2 separate regions of the Mus musculus genome follow, and region 1 is linked to region 2. The links are chromatin contacts, called in public promoter capture Hi-C maps. All regions are on one chromosome and are shown on one strand. Each heading gives the region's core, a stretch centred on a gene start, on an enhancer-like site or on the middle of the called end of the contact. The rest is flanking DNA. Distances are from core to core; before and after follow the strand shown.

The links. Capture Hi-C pulls out chosen DNA fragments and counts their contacts.
Region 1: a contact with region 2 is called in a promoter capture Hi-C map of adipose tissue. The contact joins two enhancer-like sites. A contact is called at or near these places in 1 of 115 datasets of contacts at active chromatin or transcription factors (memory CD8 T cells) and 1 of 9 other capture datasets (adipose tissue).

The regions. Positions count from the first base shown.
Region 1 is chr16:32,904,115-32,911,125 of GRCm38.p6, forward strand. It overlaps Fyttd1 (forty-two-three domain containing 1), which reads left to right. Exons shown (of 9, transcript NM_027226.4): 9 at 1,418-4,849. The coding sequence ends at 1,516. Among named protein-coding and RNA genes, the nearest start is that of Lrch3, 6.5 kb to the right of the region's middle. Within about 2 kb of position 2,882, at least 7 of the 459 cell types and tissues checked have an H3K27ac peak or open chromatin away from gene starts, as enhancers often do. A contact at or near this core is called in adipose tissue, where this site is marked.
Region 2 is chr16:32,532,155-32,539,067 of GRCm38.p6, forward strand. No RefSeq gene overlaps it. Among named protein-coding and RNA genes, the nearest start is that of Zdhhc19, 39 kb to the left of the region's middle. Within about 2 kb of position 3,222, at least 25 of the 459 cell types and tissues checked have an H3K27ac peak or open chromatin away from gene starts, as enhancers often do. A contact at or near this core is called in adipose tissue, where this site is marked.

The sequences.
Region 1 (7,011 bases), core at 1,632-4,131, 370 kb after region 2:
CTACACAGAGACACCCTGTCTTGAAAAACCAAAAAAAAAAAAAAAACAGAAAAAAAAATTAGATAGATAACTAGACAGACAGACAGACAGACTGCTGGCTTTACGTTTACTGTAGATTGTCAGGTTAAGGGAGTTCCTGTCTTTCTAATTTGCTGAGATTTTTTTACTATGAATTTATGTTGAATATTATCATATACTTCTTTGGGAAACAGTTTGGTAGAAATAAGGTCCTGGAATTTAAGATTAGAAGTATGGGGCGAAAACTTGGTTTTGTTTAGTTAGAGAGTACATGTTTAGCATAGACAAAGTTCTTGGTATAATTTTCCATTCAAAATAGGAAAAAAAAAAAAACAGGGAGGAGGGGAGAGAATTTTGTTCTATTTTATTTTGATCCTATTCTTAATTTCTTTTCTGTTTGGAAACACTTTGTTATTTGTTAATCAGAGGCCAGAGTTTTACTTAAATTTTTATGGGGCACTCAGTTTAGAGCTTTGTTTTAAAAATACTCAGAAGTTGAAATAACTGTGCTTCTATTTTTTTTTTAAGTCATAGTCTCATACTGTAGCTGAGGTTGGTTTAACACATGATTTTTCTTCCTCCAACTCTTGGGATAGATAGTAGGAGTAGGCCACCATTTTTCTATAAAATAGCTTTTTGCTTTTTTTGTTGTTTGGTATTTTTCTTTCCCTCTTCTTCTTTTTTTTTTTTTTTTTTTTTTTTTTTTTTGGAGACAGAGTCTTACAGTATATTCTTAGTAAGCCTGAAACCCTGTAGGTCATTCTGGAATTAAATTCATAGATTCACCTGCCTTTGCTTCCTGAGTGATGTCATCAACTGTGTGTGCCAACATCAGTTGAAATAACACTTTTTGCCAAAGGTATCACTGGAATTTTTAACAGTGTTTGCAGAGCTTCAAATTAATTCAGATTGAGGTATTTTGGATATATTTTATATAGACAGTAGTAGTAGTGTGTATATGCTTGTATAATGCAGTATAGATATCTAATGATTAGAGGACTAGGATTCTTGGATACCTACTTTTAAGTTCTAAACCTGATAGGCAACTTCATGTATAGCTTCTTTTTGTTAGAGTCAATTGAAATTATACACAAATTTAAGATGTTGCTTACTGTTACTACTAATTACTATTAATTTTAAGTTCATGGTCTGGAGAGATGGCTCAGTGGTTATGAGCACTGACTGCTCTTCCGGAGGTCCTGAGTTCAATTCCCAGCAACCACATGGTGGCTCACAACCATCCGTAATGGGATCCGATGCCCTCTTCTGGTGTGTCTGAAGACAGCAACAGTGTAGTCGCATAAATGAAATAAAATAAATAAATCTTTTTTTTCTTTTTAAAATCACATATAAAGGAATTTTTTTTCAGTTAAGTTAATGTTTTTCTCCTTTTCTATAGACAGGGATGACTTTGAATGAACGATTTGGGATACTGAAAGAGCAAAGAGCCAACCTCACGTTCAGCAAAGGAGGAAGCCGCTTTGTGACTGTGGGATAGATCCGTGTCCAAGGAACTTTAAGTGTTGACTGTTTGAAAAGTTGATTTGCTTGAAGAGTTCATCGGAGAAGTTCAAGAAACTTTCCTTCAGAATATTCACAAGCCTAAATAACTTTATTTTTGAAGGTTATTTTGTTTTGGTTTGGTTTTTTTAATGTATAAATAATGCCCTGAAAGAATAGCAGGGAATATACCTATCTGTTCTTAAAGATTTCATGGTTGGCCCATACAAAGCAATTCTCTGTTGACTTCTTTGACTCCTCCTGAAGCAGAAGGAAGACAGAAAGACAGACATTGATTATTTTTATGAGCGTGGGATTTAGGATCTCATCACTTTTATCCAGTTTTTAGGATTTGCCATGGTAAATCTTAAACTTGAGAAATAAGAGTACACCTCTGTGTTGTCACTTACCCATTTATGTATGTGTTGGCGTGACAAGGACAGCTGCCTTTCTGTCATTACTGGTGTTTTCTAAACTGTAGGAGAATTTTGGTTTTGACTTTTGAGGCTTATGGAAATATTTAGAACTTGGTTCATTTTTCAGTTATTGTTAGCTTAAACTCCCTAAGTTCTAAGAACTTAGTATTAAACTTTTAATAAAAAAAAAAATGTGGCTCTCAGGATTAGTCTCAGGCCAAAATGTGTTAGGGCTGTAAATGCTTATTTACAAAGTTATCTGCTAGGTCCTTGGAGGAGACGCCTGGTGTGGAACCTGATGGTCTGTGTTCAGTATAAATGGAGAAGACATGAAAGGCATTGGCCAACGGACAGATTGGACATGGGAACAATAAAGCCTGAGTCATAGCTCTGCCATCTGGGTTGACTTCTGTCCTGAGTCTAGTGTCTGTAGATTCTTCTATAAATGATGCTTACAAGAATTACAATTTTTAAAATGAGTTGAATCTTGGGTATTTTGACAATATACTTACTAGATATATAAAGTCCTATGTTTCATATTCAAAAGTTTTTTTTGTAAAGCTCTTAAACTCAGTAAGTTCAATAATTTATAACTCCCCAAACAAAAATCTACTTATATATGTCACAAAGGAGAGAAAAAAAAGTAAATTATAATGAAGTTACATTTAACTATACACACTCACTCCGTTTCTTCTATTGCTCAAAGTTCAGGCATTATAGGAAAAAGGGTTTTTTTGTTTTGTTTTGTTTTTTCTTACACTGGAGGACGGTCTGCTGTGCCGAGATAGTGCTGAGATTGCTCAGTCATAGGTCATAAATTACAATGAGATGCCAAAATGCAGCGGCGTGTCCCAGCTACAGATTATCAGTGCTGAGAGTGCTCACATGGTCATAGGTCATAAATTACAGTGAGATGCCAAAATGCAGCGGCGTGTCCCAGCTACAGATTACCAAGTGTGGTCATTTTGAAACCTGACCTTTTGTTTTGCTGTGATTTCAAGTTTGAGTGGGTGTTTAAGTCTCTGCTGTTGATTTCTCCTGTAAAGACAGAGCATTATACTCCTGCCCGCCTTCATTGTGTCCTAGACTTCATTGTCTTTGATGTTCTTCAAGTTCTTACTGGCTTGTGCTAGTTGTGGGAAAAACAGCAACAATGTCATGCTTATACCAAAGATCTAAATCTTTCCTCAGCATCTGTTAATCTGCCAGGACTTGGACTTGAGAGGGGTTTAGAGGCTAATCACAGAATTTGAAAGTAAGCTCCAGTTCTCCTTAGCTGTAATGCTTTTCATTGAGGCCAAGGACTCATAAAACATTTTTGCCAATATGAATATTTATATTTGGTTCAGAAACAAAACATTTTAGAGTGGTTTGCTGGTAGCTTATTTTAAAGCAAAGGAAAAACAATTGAGCATGAACACTATCTTTGGAACAATTTTTAAAATATGATATAAAAGTTTTTGTTTCTTGTTGTTTTAAATATTACTATACAGAGGTATTAGTAATTCCATTTTTGGAAAATCTTAAAAATCGCCCAAATGTTGACACTAAGTACATTGAAAAACAGTGTCTTTGGTATAGTAAATGTTTGTTCTTCATTCATCTGTAACTTAATATTTGTTCAAATTTTGCCTTTGATACAACTAAGTTAAAACTCTTGAGTGCTGACCTGTTGTATATACACAAAACAATCTGCTTTGTTGGAGAAAAATTCCCTCTCTTGGAATGTGATTGTAGTCATCCTTGTTCAGTTCTTGAAGCCCCCCCCCCCTTTTTTTTTAATTTTATTTAAACAGGGTGCAACGTAAAATTTCCTTTGCATCAAGGTGTATGCAGAACATTGATGCAGTGCATCACGACGTGAGCGTTTGTATTTAACGAGGAGGTGCTTTACACTGTACTTTTTGGTGTTTTTTGGAAAAGTTACATTAGATTTGTTCTGAAGCTGTTCATTTTTGACAAATAAAATGTAACAGGTTTCACATGAGTTATTCTGAGCTATAAAGATTGAGTTGTGGTTTTTTAGATTGTTGTGTGTTACAAAGCATCTTATAGTGGTTTTATATATGATTTCTGGGATTTGAAGTTGCTGATCAGCTAAATCTCCACTCTTGGTGTTCCTCTGACTTTTGACCATTTCATGCATGGGTGACCTGAGGTTCCAACATGAGGCCACCAAGGCGAATTAAAGATAGTCACATTGTTATAACGCAGAGCACAGAAGTAGATGAGCCTTTAGAGATGATCTGCGTCAGCCCCTCCTCTTACATCGTAGTTAAGTGACACCCGACATTTTCTAAGACGTACATGGAACATGGGTCATGTTTTGAGCCTCATGTCTTATAATTCTCAGTGGACAATAAACGACTTCACACATAGGCAGTAGTTTTGTGGTATTTAATGTGTCAGGTGTCTAAGAATTAGTAATATCCCTATATCAGCATTTGTGGTGTGCTCAGTAAATCTACTCTTCCAATAATTCCTATTTAATTACTTTGATATGGAAGTTACTGAAACTCATTACAAAAGGCCAATGTTTTCAGTATACACCGGGAAGATGATTGCTAATTCCAGACCCCATGTCGAAAAACTTACACACAGAGGAGAAAGACTGGTGGTCGAATCTGTCGTGTATTTTTAAATATACACTCACTTTTCACTATATTAATTATAATCAAATTATAAAGCATTTATGTTTAAGAAACATGGGTATAATTGTCAACATTTTAGTTTTGTTAGAGGTGCATATTAAATGTTACTGCCTGTAATGTAATTCATAAAATATATGCAATTTGGGGGTATGAAGAGATTAAAAAATTTACTTGTCATACAAAGAATTCCATATATTCCAAATGCAAGCAATATTAAAGCAAAAAAGAGCTTCCTCCTTTCTGAAGAGAAGGCCTCTTACATTGATTAAGCTTCCCATGAAGATGGTGGTTCTTTTTGGAGCTAGGGGCAGGTCTGGTGCTGGTGGTGCCTTTTTTTTTTTTCTCCCCCAAGACAGGGTTTCTCTGTGTAGCCCTGGCTGTCCTGGAACTCACTCTGTAGACCAGGCTGGCCTCGAACTCAGAAATCTGCCTGCCTCTGCCTTTGGGATTAAAGGCGTGTGCCACCACTGCCAGGCATGTGGTGGTGGTGCAATCAGTCTCTCTCCCCTGCCTCTCTCTCCATCTCTCCCTGATGTCCCCCTTCCTCTCCAGACTGAGTCACATTGCTATGCTTCAGCTTTCAGACTGCTGAGTTTATAGGAATGTGCCACAATACCTAGTTTTATCACTTTTCAAAGATTGGTTTATATATTTGTGTGTGTACCTGCATGTATGTATAGTCACTGTGTGTGCTGGTGCCCATGAAGGTCAGATGTGGGTGTTAAGTCCCCTAGACCTGGAGTTAGAGGTGCTGTGAGCAGCTTGATGTAAGTGGTGGCCATGGAACCTGTTTCCTCTTGAAGAGCAGTGAGCACTCTTAGCCAGCTCTCCAGCCCCTTCTACACTTTTCAAAGTGGATACGTAAGTAAACCCCAACCAAGCATTTATGAGAAGAGTTTTGGATACTGTAGACCACTAAAAGATGTAAAGATTTGCTTGGAAATTGTAGACTTCTAAATATTCTCAGATGAGATATACTATGTGGTGTGTGTGTGTGAAATACTAAAGATGAATAGGGAGCTATTTACCTAGTGTGCATATACGTGTATGGCTAGTAATATCTATTAACTCAATGAACAAAGGTGCTTACCACCAAGTCTGATGACCAAAATTTGATCCCCTGAATCAATGCAATGGGAGCAAAGAACAGACTCCAGAAAGCACTCTATCTTCTGACTTCCACATGTGCCCATGTGTGCACCCACACACACATTGAAGCGAAACTTGCTTTGGTACTGAATTAGTTAAGTTTTTGCCTATAAAATAAACAGGAAGAAGAGGAGTCTGACAATGCCTGAGACTGAAGAGCCTCTACTGCCCTTTTGTTCAGTCTCTTATTGCAGAACAGTAGTTGAATAAGGTGGTTTTCTATGTCCCTTGTGCTCAGTAACCTTTTAGTACTCTTTAGTTCTTCACTAAAGTTATGAACCCTTCACAATGACTGCATTGCTGATAACTTGTAGTATGGTACCGACTTTATGAAGATCGAGGAGCTGGGTTTGAGTGCATTCCTGTGATCTTAGCACTCAGGAAGCAGAGGCAGGAAAGGCAAGCTAGGAAGATAGTATGGGCTGCACAAATACTGTCTCAGACTTAAAAAAAGATGGAGGGAAGAAGGTGAGAATTTTACACATTTTGCATTTATTTCATAGTTGAAAACCCAACTCAAGTCTTCACACATCTCAAGAATTTCTCCTCGATCTGTCATTTTATGACAGGTTTTGAAAACTTTTTTTTAGACCAGTGTGTATGTTGTCTGAGTAAATAGGTTATGTACCATATGTGTGCCTGCTGCTTGCCAGGGTCACAGAGGGCATCACAAGCTCTGGAACTAGAGTTGTGAACCACCACGGGGGTGCAAGAAGTTCTAACCAGTGAGCCGACGGCAGCTCAGATTGAATTTTACTGCTACTTCATTTATGTATTTTATTGTATGAGTGCTCTGAAGGGGTAAATACCTGCATGACAAAGGAAGGCATCAGATCTCATTACAGATGGTTGTGGGCCACCTTGCCAGTGCTGGGAATTGAACTCAGGACAGCCAGTGCTCTTAATTGTTGAACCACTTATCTAGCCCTATCTAGAGATTTAATTTTATATAGTGTATGTATATGCATATGGTTTTACACATATATAATATATGTGGATAACATCTTACTGTATTGCTCACTGTTGTCTGATACAGGGTTTAAATTCCTCTGCTCAAATAATGCCCTGCCTTGAGTAGCTGGGAACACAGGCATATATCCAGTTTCATTCATTCTTTCATTCATTAGTTGCTTAGTTGAGACAGGACCTCACTAGCACTCAGAGACTGACTTAGCTCCCTGTACTTGCTCTAGTTTCCTGCACACTCCCCATCTTCAAATAAGTTTAAAATCATCTTTTCATATGTGTATGGTGTATGCCTGTGTGTGCTCAGAGGC
Region 2 (6,913 bases), core at 1,972-4,471:
CCTGAATCAGCTTCCCGTACGGAGCCGCCAGAGAGGTCGGGAGCCGCAAGCTGAGGAGGCTCTCAGTGGAGACTTAAAAACTTTCTTTTCTTTTTTAAAAAAATTATTATTTATTTAATGTTTTTTAAGAAGTCTCTCTCTCTTTTTTTTTCAATTTTACTTTATTTATATGAGTACACTGTAGCTGTCTTAAGACACACCAGAAGAGGGCATCGGATCCCATTACTGATGGGTGAACCATCATGTGGTTGCTGGGAATTGAACTCAGGTCTTCTGGAAGAACAGTCAGTGCTCTTAACCACTGAGCCATCTCTCCACCTGGAGATCTTTTATTAATTAGGAAAGCTTTAGGCCTTAGCTTAAATTAGCCCATTTATATTAATCTATGTCTGCCTTGTGGCTCGTTACCTCTCCTCAGCTTCACACTCCAGACTTCCTCTGTGTCTAGTGAAATTCCAGCCTCAGACTCTCTCCCAGAGTTGCTATCTCTCTGCCCAGAAGTCCCGCCTTTCCTCTCCTGGGGAAATCCCAGCTGGTCTCTCCTGCTCTGCTGTAGGCCCTTCAGCTCCTTATTAAACCAATCAGAAGTTGTTGGAGGGAGAGTTATAAAACCCTGAGATAGGTGATGCCTAACAATTCCAAAGTCAGGCCTGCCCTCAACTTCCTGCTGGGCACAGATGTCAACATTTACACAGTGCACAAAAAGATCACCCCAACATTGTCATTCTGACAATGATGGTTGGACTTGCCCCTAGGAACCTGAAACCCCTAATCAGCAAGAAGTAGTCTATAGAGGTCTATACCGCCTTTCCCTTCTGACCTTCTTTCTCTCCTTCCTAGTGTTGGGGGTTAGAAAGGAGGTAGAGGTACAAGAACCCAATATAATAGCTTTAAAAAAAAAAAAAAAAAAGGCAACACAAAGTGATCGAGTCTGCCTGCGGCCCAGAAGCGAGAGAAGACAGGTGTCTATGTAAAAATAGCTGGCCTCAGCACCTGCAGCCAGGTTTTCCGTTGCTCACATGGTGCTCGTTCCCAGTGGCCACCTCTTCCTTCTGCTTTCACTCCACAGGAGGGGTTGGATGGCCTTCGGCCCGAGGAGGCTGCTTTTCTTCTGCCCACACTTAGGCCGTCTATTTCCCTTTAATTCTACTTCATCCACAGATTGCCCTGGTTTTTTTTCAGTTTCGACCTCTCTCCTGACCTCAACTTCTCATTTCCTTTGTTTAGTTCCCTCCAAGGAAAACCACCTTCCACCCATGCACACTGACCGAGTGACCATCCCCATGCCAGCACATAGCACACAGATGCCCCGAACGCGCGCACAGAATACACAGCAGGAGACTCTCATCAGTCAGGCACATAGAAGATACCTCTGGCCTTGGGCAGAGTGGAGACCTGCTCTTCTATGTTTCGCTCTGCTTTGCTTGGGAAGATTGGAACAGTCTGTGACTGTCGCCTTCCTTAAGGACCTGTCAATCACTTAGCTAAAAGACCACCACTCAGGAAGGCCATTCACAGAGGCCAAGCCATGATGGAGGAATAATTATCCCCATAATGAGATGGTGTGCTTTCCTCCTGGAGGCCCCCACCCCCACCCCGCCCCCTCAGTATAGGTTACAGAGCCTCTGCCAAGGCTTGGTTAAGTCTGCACACTTTTTAAAATAACTAAGAAAAGTGTAACTTTTCTTTTACTCTTTCTATCTCCTCCCACCACCTCAAAACAAACAAACAAACAAAACCCCTTAGCTTGCTTTGCCTGATGCTCTGGGGTCTCTCCCCCTCTTTTTCTCTGACACTCTTCTTTCTTCATGCATATCTGCTTGTGTTATGCCCTGAGTCCGCAGGAAACCCAGATGAGCCCAAGAATTTCGAAGTCCACTGCAACTTGCAAAAGAGTCTTTTTATTGGAAATGAGTTTGGCAAGCCCCCCACCCCATGACGTAGGTGCTAGCATGCATGCCACCCCGAGTCCGAGTCCTGAAAGCACTGAGCTTATATACAGTGCAGTTAGGGATTCTTTGAAAGCTTAGGGTGAAGGGGAGTAGAGGTTGGGTTACCATTTGGTGGGACCGAACTGAAGCTGGGAGGGGATTAAAAAGTGTCTTTTGTGGGGTTATTAGGAACTAATTTTTATGGCCGGCCATAACTGTCTGTGACCTCTGATTACCTTTTTTCTGTGATTCAAACATGGGCCCTTAATCTTCTTTGAGTTAGTTAGTTCTTTAAGGTCCCAAGGACAGGCACCTGTAGAGTTCCTTTTATCAGAGGGAGAGCTAGTTTTTGGTCAGCAGAGGCAGGGAGGCTGTCTCAAGCTAGCATCTAGCTCCTCGGGGTGTTTTCATTAAGGAGGTTTTATGGGCAGTGCCATTCTAATGCCAGGCTGGGTTCCCTTGGAGTGGACAGGGACAGGGAGGGAGCCCTGAGCTTGCTGCAGTGGGGATGCAGCGCAGAAAGCAGCTTGTGTACTGTGCTTGCCTTGGACAGGAGGGAAGATGAGAGCTTCTGCAGGGAGTGGGGGGTGGGGTGGGGTGGGGGAACACAGAGGCAAACCGTCTGCACACAATACTGAAGTCTCTTTGGTGAGGCTTCCAAGAAACAGGATAGATAACTGCAGAGATTCGGAGGCTACAACACTTGTCGCCCTCCACTGCACAAGACTTTACCTCTTCTCCATCTTCCTGTTTGCAGCAGCTGCTGAGATTTATTGCTTGCCTGATCGTCTACAAGCTTCCTTTTAAGTCTTCGTCTACATTTTTTAAATTAATTAACTTATTCCTAGGCAGTGTCTCACTATTTAGCCCAGCTGCTCTCAAACTCAGAGGTCCGCCTGCTTCTGCCTCTGCCTCTGCAAGGCTGGGATTAAAGGTGTGCACCACCGTGTCCAGCTCCAAATTCTTTTATAGAGATTAATAACCCCTAAAAAGTAATCATGGTTTCACCGATGATAGAACACACATTCACCACACAAACATACTTTAAAAGTACAACACATGCCACACGCAGCCTTTGTTGCACAGCACATGTATCACACACACACACACACACACACGTATGCCCCACCTCTCCTCTTGCCCGTTGGTTTTTATGCTCATCTGCTTAAGGGATAAGGAGCTGCAGAGTTAAAATCCTGCTTCCCTTCTGCCCACTTCCAACAGCTCAGACCAACCCAGAGTGCTCTTAATCTACATACACTTTCAGAGCAGAAGAGGTTGCCACAGCGACCTCCCTGTCCACAGGGAGCCTGTACCTTTTCCCCAGAGTGTCCAGATGGCCTGCCTGAGGGGACAGGCCACGGAGAGTATGAGAACAGAGCCCCTCTGGGATTCTCAGTTCCAAATTTGACCTCAGAGGCAGGGATCCCAGGCCACCAGAGGGCTATTTTTGGGATACTTGCCCTGGCCCCACCTCCTCTAGCAGGGCAGGGTTGGTCAGAGTACTTGGTATTTCTGGGGATCCTGTGCCTCTTCTCCTCAGGCTCACTCCTGAGACAACACTGTTTAGCTGTGGAACTAGTGACCTATGGAGTGTGACCTCAAACCTTCTCCAGAGGAGGACAGGAAACAAGAGCCGTCTTTCTCTAGGTCAGGGGCTCTTGTAGCTTTGCCACTGAGAAACCCCTAAAATCATGTGCAGGTCAAATAGAGATTGGGATGGGTGATGGCTTTTGCAGTAGGTAAGGCAGTGGCCTTTCTCCTGTGGGGAGCTTACTCTATGGGGGCCAACATCTTCCTGACAAGTGTCCAGGTTATATAACCAGAGTAACCCTGAGGTTGCAGGGAGCTGCCCCCAATATGTACCAGCAACTGGGATCCTAAATTACCCCCATGTGACTCTCTGGTCTCCTGACATGGCCCACAACAGTTCTAAAAGCTTTCCTGGCTTCCCCGCTTGCTGTCTTAGGGAGCCTTGCTGGACTCTCAAGGCAATGGAGTAGTAATTAAGGCTTTTTGCTGGGGTGTCAAAAATCTCTGCCACTTAGGAGGCCCAGTCCTCTGAGGAGGATCAAGCTGTGGTCTGCCAGCTCAGCACCTGTGGATCCGAGAGAGAGAGAGAGAGAGAGAGAGAGAGAGAGAGAGAGAGAGAGAGAAGGGGGCCCCACCTGCAAAGATACCAGAGTGAGTCTTTGAAAGGCAGTTTGGAAAGGATCTGAGGCACTAAGGAGTAATGCACAAGTGAGTATTTGCTGACCATACAGGGAACCCTGGGTTGGTCTCTAACAGCACAAGCACGCGCACACTTCAAGCTGAAACCTGCCCTGTGACCACGGCAAGTGGTTCAGCTAGGGGACCTAGCTTCCCTGTGGACATGATCAGTGAACTTCTGAGAATCCTGCAAACTGGTTCATCTGCAGTTAGCCAGAGACTTTCCTGTGTGGCTTCCCAGGATGGGGCTTTCCTCTAATGTTCCTTCGGTAGCACAAGAGATGCTTTATTTGGGGCACCTCTGGCACATCTCAACAAACATACTAAAACATGCTTGCAACCCCACTATATACATGTGTGTGTGTGTGTGTGTGTATACATATACATATATATGCTATAAACTTTTTAAAAGAATGTTGAGACAGTGGTTTAAGAAACTGCTAAGCTTTCTTTCTTTCTTTCTTTCTTTCTTTCTTTCGTTCTTTCTTTGTTTTTTTGTCAAATACAGTCTAACAGGAGTCAAACTGAAAAAGGAAACTTCAGCTGAGAAAATGTCCCCATCAGATTGTCTAGTAGGCAAAAGATAATTGAGTATTTTCTTGGAAAAAAAAAAACCCTCAATTAGTTGAAGACAAGGACCTTCAGCATTAGACTCACAGATTCCCAATTAAAGCATTAGAACCAGTTGCCAACACTCTTGTTCTTGCAGAGGACCTGAGTTCAATTCCCAGCACCAACATGGTGGCTCTGATAGAACCTAGTGGGGAAACCCCCACTCAACTCCCGATTCGGTGTGCACCCAAGAATCACGAACAGACTACCATCTTGATGTAATTACATGAGGACGTTTAATTACGGAGCTCCAGACCGACATGTATCCCACACAGGAGATAACGGATGTTGGCCACGAGGCTTGAAAGCTAGGGGTTTTTATGGGGTAAGGGGCTTAGGGATGTGGAATTCAGCACAGCGACACACTATTGGCTTATTCAAACATTAACAGAAAGAACATAGGGCATCAGGACTTTCTTCCTGTGGACTGGGGGGCTTATCTTTGTTCACATAGCAACCAGTTGATGTATGACTTTACCCGGCACCAAGGGGCAATAGACAGAGGGGAGATTCTTAGATAATATAGCCCTGCTGGTCCTTGTATCTTTACAGTCAAGATGTTCTTAGGAATGCCTTAACAACAGCCCTGCCCTGGCATGCCTGGGGGCTGTTCTGCTTTGTTCTTGGTCCCAGGCCGGGCTGTGGGCTCCTAAACTCACAAGTTACAATATTTTATCTTCCTTCAGCACAATCATCTGATCCCAGAGATCTGATGCCCTCTTCTGACGTCTGTGGTACAAGGTATACACATGGTGCATATACATACATCCAGGCAAAATATTCATATATTCAAAATAAAATAAAATAAAATAAAATAAAAAGATAAACAAACAAACAAACTGTTTATCAATAAATACTAATGAAGTTTTAATCAGCTCAGATTTTCTCAGTGGCCCTAGTGTATAGTTCAAATTCTTAGGTAATGAGGAAGGCCACGAAGAGTTTCTAAGTGTGATGCTATTTCCTAAATGCTAAGTGAATTAGTTTACAAGCCAGGTAGAAAATCATTAGTAACTGAGTATCAGGGCGTGGGAGAGATGTTTCCAGCACAGAAAAGCCCAAGCATGCTGGTATAGTACTAAGGCCTTTCTCCCTAACTCGTGAAGTGTTTTTTCCTCTTAAGAGTTGACTGGATAACCAAATTCCAACTGAAGGAGTTCCTAACAGGGACTGTAGCTCAAGAGCCCTAGCCATCAAGCACGAAGAAGGAATCTTAGAAGAGGGGCTGCTCTCCTAGAGGACCATCTGCCTCCAGCTTGAGACCTTGTTCCTCAAGAGTCCTAATTTTAGATCAAGCAAGGGCTTAATCTCTTCTTATATTTGTATCTGTAGCCCCTTTGTTCTGCTGCAGCCTTTAGCCTACTCACTGTGTTTACCTTACCTCTCCTTTTATCTTCTTTACTGGTGGGCCCCCTGGCCAGCAGAACTTTGTAGAGCTTACCCAGCAGGGTGGAACCATGGCCTCAGCAAGGTCCTGGGCTCTGCTGGGTCCTTCCTGCCCCTCAGGCTTTTGTAGGGTGGGGGAGTCCTTGATCTTGAATCCAAGCTGTGAGGGTCTGTGGGTGGCCCAGCTTCAAAGTGAGCCAACCCAGGAGGCTTCCTGGAAGCTGGACGGACTCCTCCGCAGAGCCTGTCTCTGAGGGTCATGTGAGGAGGAGCTGGGGTCCAGACCATCAACAAGGGAAGCATAAACTGTGCATGGCACATTGAGTGGTGTGATCTGTGAACAAACAGACAAACCAAATATTTGATGTTGGGGAATGGAGCATAAAAAAAATGTATTAAATGATTCCATTTAGGTAAAAGCACTCACATGCTGCTTTGAGTACATTTATGTGTAAATAAGGGGGCAGAAAGGTTTTTTTAAGGTCGAAGCCTGAACATCAAACCAACAGAGCAAATTAAAAATCAAAATGGAGTCAGGATAAAAGTCAAACCTAAGCTAAGTTATTATCCTACTCTTGGAGAAGTTAATATGAGAGTTCTCACAAAAATCTTTTTCACTTGGAATGAAAATGAAATGCCAGCCTTTAATTCCAGCCTTCAGGAGGTAGAGGTAGGTAATCTTAGGAATTTGAGTCTGGTCTACAGAGTGAGTTTCAGGACCACCAGTGTTAGCATTCCTTCTAGGCTCCGCCCCACGGTTACCTAGCAACAGT